Regions from separate parts of the Gossypium hirsutum genome. Here region 2 is linked to region 1. A link is a contact called in public Hi-C data. All regions are on one chromosome and are shown on one strand. Each heading gives the region's core, a stretch centred on a gene start, on an enhancer-like site or on the middle of the called end of the contact. The rest is flanking DNA. Distances are from core to core; before and after follow the strand shown.

What was found. A called contact is a pair of places that touch in the nucleus more often than the background predicts.
Region 2: a Hi-C map of fibers shows a contact between it and region 1, with 1.8 times the contacts expected there. The contact joins the promoter of LOC107934229 here to the enhancer-like site in region 1. A contact is called at or near these places in 6 of 34 Hi-C or Micro-C datasets (callus, cotyledon, fibers and 2 more).

The regions. Positions count from the first base shown.
Region 1 is chrA07:10,006,866-10,009,565 of Gossypium_hirsutum_v2.1, forward strand. It overlaps the pseudogene LOC107934241. Among protein-coding and RNA genes, the nearest start is that of LOC121203832, 8.8 kb to the right of the region's middle. Within about 2 kb of position 1,441, at least 6 of the 9 cell types and tissues checked have an H3K27ac peak or open chromatin away from gene starts, as enhancers often do. A contact at or near this core is called in cotyledon and fibers, where this site is marked.
Region 2 is chrA07:10,042,316-10,045,088 of Gossypium_hirsutum_v2.1, forward strand. It overlaps LOC107934229 (F-box/kelch-repeat protein At1g74510), which reads right to left and starts at 1,444. Exons shown (of 5, transcript XR_005930314.1): 1 at 888-1,444; 2 at 1-11.

The sequences.
Region 1 (2,700 bases), core at 191-2,690:
CAAGAGTACAACTCCTTGATACTTAATTTGAGTTTAAAGATTCCCGTTTGCTTCTAATATGCATGCATAAATAGCCTATATTTTGATTAAACCCAATTAAAAGTGGAACCCCCATCAAATTTGGAAAGGATATTTTAAAAAGCAAATCCCAGCAAACTAATATTTCCTCACAGCAGAATAAGTCGAACATGCTAACTATAATATCACAAGTCACAAGCAATAGCAAAACTCAAATATCACCAGCATGCATGCCATGATCCAGCAATTAAAAAAAAAAACAGAAGAGGAAAAAACACATTCGGGAATTGTATTTACAAATCAACATAGCAACTTATCCTTTCATCATGTAATTCTAATGAATGAATTGACAAAGAACTTCCGTTCGATATGGTAATTCTAGACACAGCCCACGACCAAATAATTATTCTATTCATAAAATTCTAAGAAAATAAACAACGCTAGACGAATTAAATATGTAACAACGAGGTTCCAGGATGTCTTCCCCACATCACCTTAGATTGGTTTGATGGAAGGTGCACCTGCATTGTATGTGACAAATTCTTGAAGGACCGATGGATGCTTAAAGAGGACAATACCTTTGATGTAAGCGAATCCTAAAACCTGGTCTTTACAAAATATTTCCTAGTTTCAAGAAGGTAAATGTTACAAACTATCAACAAAGTAAGAATCAAATACTGAAAAAGCAAATTCAACAAAATTCTTTTGATCATGAAAACCAATTCTCCCCCTATTAGTATGTGAATCAATTCAGTTTCCTATGAGTTGCAAGTACAAAATAACAATCTATTAAGCTAAACACTACTAAAAACTTCATCTCTAAGCAAGTTACTGAAATACAAGTTGAATCAAGTAAAAACTAAAAAAGAAAAAGAGAGAAGTGAAATCACCAGTCTCATCATAAGCCTCAGATTTCCACCCTTCACAAAGTAAAGCAGATCCCCACTGCATCCTAAAACATGTGTTTAGCTCAATCACCGGCTTCCTATTCCAATCCCCTTTCAACCTGGGATTAAAATGAAGAATTCGCGGTGGTTCCTCCCCGTCCACCGTCCTCAAACCCTGCAGTTCCATGATAAACTGCGAAAAAGCAACTTTTGATTTCGTCCTCGGATGTGCTCCTCTCGGTTTCCCCACTACCGTTACGTAAGACCCTAAAGTAAGCCCGCAAGGCAGCTCCATGACGTTGCCATGGTCCAAAAACTCCGACGCTGATAAAGAAACTAAATGCGGACACCGTTCGGATCCATTGTTAACGTTCTCGGTAGAGTCAATTACAAAATTCCTTGATTCGAGTTCTTCCCAGAGCTTTCTCCCTAGTTCCCAAGCGAATTTTGCAGACTTATGGAGCTCCAAAGACCTGTCTTTGGTAGTCGGGTCGAAGGTTTTGGCATCAAAAGACAAATTGGAAATGAACCGACCCTGATATTTGAGTTGTCGACGATGATGTAGAAATTGAGCTGGGGGAGGGGAGCTTTTGGAAACCCAATTCACGGGACGAATCGGGGAGTCTTTTTCTTGAACATTAACCTCGCGGGATAGTCCGGGAAGCCGAGTAAACGATTCTTGAGACAAACTACCGAACTCGGTTAAGAACACGAACGGGATCTCGACACTGACCAATACTATGTACAAGAAACCAACAATTATTAGAATCTGAACAAATCGTTGTTTTGTCAATGAAATGAACATGTTGAACCTGTTCTATTTGTCTAGCTTGGATGATCTTAATTTCTTCGTTTCTCCGAAAAAAAATCCCCACCAAGAAAACAGAGGATCAATATACAGAGAAAAATATGAAAATTTTAATAGATTTCTTTTTTTTTTTTGGGGGGGGGGGGGGAACGAGGACAAGCAAGGAATTAGACTAGCAAGCAAAGGCGAAAAAAAGACAGCGGGAGGTCGATCGGTAATAATAAATAGAATCAAAAGTATTAGAGGGGATTTGGTACGTTAGAAACTTCTCATTTTTCAATAATTTAATTAATTGAATTGTGATTTTAATATTTAATTTCAAAAAATGATTTTTTTTCGAAAAGTGATTCTCATAAAGGATGATAAAGTTAAATTTTCATGTAAATGGAAATAAAAAAAATAAATTATTAAGAAATAATTGGTTAAATTTGAAGCATATGTCTAACTTGAAAAAAAATTGAGTTTTAGGTCATTTTTGTGATATTTAGGGAAATAGACTGATTTGGGAGAGAAATGTATTTTCAACTTAGGTGGCAAAAAGCATGCTCTACTAGACATGTTTTTCGTTTCTCTCCATTTTTTTTTTGGTGATTGTGATAGTTTTGAGATATATTTGAGTTCACGATGATGCGATAGCACTTGGAGACCCATATATTTTATCTATCATGTCGAGATGGAACCATCACCTTAGAAGCCTATCGCATTGCAACTCAGAATCTGAGCTCAAGATGCTTATACGGTCACGGGTTGAAGTATAACTATAACTCCTAATTGACGGTGGTTATGCAGTCACGAGTTGGAGTATAACCCAGGAGCCTAGTTGATAGTGCTATGTGGTCCCGAATTCAAGTTTCATAATATCGGAAAAAGATGCTTCATAAACCTCATACGTAAGTTTGAGACCATAATCATAGTGAAAAATAAAATGGGTTTTCCAGTATAATCAACTTATTCATTTTCTCTATCTTCACCAAAAGAAGTATCATT
Region 2 (2,773 bases), core at 194-2,693, 35 kb after region 1:
TATATGCAAAACTGATCAGTCAATAAGGAAAATAACAACCCTCAGTTACTGCATAATAAAGATATACTTATTTAGCTACATGTTCATTTAAAAAAAAAGAATGATAGCATCACAAATTGTGATTTCAGATATCATAAAATTCCATAAAATCCAATAAGTAAATGAATGTGTAGTTCCTGTAGAAACTAACAGCTGAATATCTCACAAAACCCTATTCGTATGTAGCACAAGGAATTCCAAAAAGAACTCAATTTAAAAGACAAAGAATAGGACAGTTCTATCAACCCAAAACTAAGAAGGATCATAACTAACAAAAGACAAAGACAAAACAATGCAACCATTTTCAAGAATGATAGATCATAAGTCTTGTTTATCATCTGAAACAACTTGCATAATAAGAACAATCTTGTAATCAAAACCAAGAATATTTAATAAATTAATAAACAAATACACAAAACATTTAGTACTCATAAGCAAAGCTGAACTCCACCACATTAGTAAGCAATGATAATTATCTAGAATTCAGATCTTTTCAATTCACACCTATGGGGACTACGGAGACATGAAAAGATAAGAAGTACAGAAAAGCAGAGAAATTCATTAAGAGGCAATCACATGTTACAGTTTTCATCAAATCAGCAGTGGAAACCAAATCTAAATTTGGCTCCAAAAAGGCCAAAACAAAGATCTACCCTTCACTGAAATCAATACAATTAGACATTAAAAAAATCACCTTTATTTCAAAAAAAATGACCACTACCCAGAAAGGAAATAAAAAAAGGTAGCATAAATAAATAAAAACCCATAAGCTTTAACAATGAAAATGAGAAAAAAGAAGAAAAAGAACCAAGAAGCCATCGTAAAAGAGAATGAGAAAAATGTCTTACAAATTGGATAAGAAAGAATGAAGATTTTAGCTTGTTGCCCTCCGATTCTCTCTGAAAATCAGATTAACAAAAAATTAAATAAATAAAAACTCAATTTGCTGCAGATTATCTCTCACAAAGAATAGCAGATAATAGTTTATATTCGCTTTGCGAGAGAGAGAGAGAGGTTATATAAAAAAAAGGGGTTAAGGGAAGTGGATTCACATAGGTAAAAGGAAAAAAAGGATTAAAACTTAAATAATATATAATATTCATTTAACAGAAAGGGAAAGAAATATGGGGTCTACAACGGCTAAGGAAGAGGGAGTCGCCGTTTAAAAATTGCGGCCCCAACGCCAAATCAACCCAAACCCAAGGTCGACAATTCGAAACCGCTAACGGCCGTTTCTGCACGTGTTTCAACTCCAACCCACGCTTTGGACAAGTACACTCCTTGCGTGCGTGCGTGGCTCTTCCTTTATTTCTTCTCTCTCACTTTTTTCATCCTCTCTTTCTATTTCCCTTTCTCTTTTTCAGTTTTGTTTTTGTTGGGAAGTAAACTAACCTCCATATAAATCCGAAGGATCAACCCGAAGCTAACGACAGTAGTCAAGAAATCAGTCGAAACATGCAAATACAAGAGAGCAGTGCCGTAACTATAGATCCTCCTATATCTATATATAAATGTTGATTTATCAAGAATAAGTAAAAGAAAAATTACTTTAAATTATTAATTCATCATAATTCATCATCAGAGATGGCTTAGAGCCAATAGTTCATTATTTAATGGATTTTTTTATTTTAATTCTCTATCCGAGAGTTATTAGTATTTACCAAATCTATTCTACGGAAGGCTATTGGATCAAATAAAAACACAATCAAGTTATTTATGCGATTCTTTTACTCAGAGAGATAATCTATTTTTTTAAACATCTTACAAATAGTTATTTAAGTCCCATCTCACACACTTAGGATCTAGATCTCTTGCTATTAATCTTAAGCATCATACAAATAATGATTTAAATCTCATTATACACACTTAAAATCTCTTTTTACAAAACGTGTTTTTCAAGTCCCGATTAGCTACTCTCCAATAATGGATCGGATGATATGGCATTTTAGTTCAAATGGCAAATATAGTGTAAGGTCGGCATACTGTGTTGCTCTTGATATGTGGTTGGATCAATCGTATCAATCGTTATTGGATGAGAACACAATTTGGACAAAGCTATGACGATGTAAGATTCCGTTAAAGGTTAAAGGACTTTGTTTGGTGTTGTCTGAAGCACTTTTTACCTACACAAGTTCGTTTGAATGAGAAGGGTATTTTGTTATTTTCCTCATGTAACTGATGTGGTGAGGCTGAAAGTATGGATCACATTTTGCTCTTTGTCTATATGCGCAAGCAATTTGGAGTGCAGTTGGTTTTTCATCCAGTCAATCAATAATGATTGACATATTTTGCAAGCTTATTGACTTGGCAACTCTTAAGCATCTACAACATGTATTGATGCTTTCTTAGATGATATGGTCTAATCGCAATTACTTTGTTTGGAAAAGGGAAGATGTGGTTGTTGCATCAGTCATTCAGGTTGCTGATGCTTTTTGGATCCATTGGCAATAGTTGATAGAGGTGTTTGTTGCGGCTGATGCAAGTGGTGACCAAGTAACATCCCGAATTAGGGTCTAGTTGGAACAGTGGTTTTGAAACAACAAATTCAAAATGAAAATAATTATTTTATGATTATTTGATGATCTATGACATGACTGCATACGTGTGTGAAATTTTCATGAAGAAATTCTATGCTTAAGATGTCCAATTCGACTTTAGGGACTAAATTGAATAAGTTGTAAAACCTGTGTTCTAGAAGTTTCAAGCATGAAATTGCATTAGATTATTAATTAGA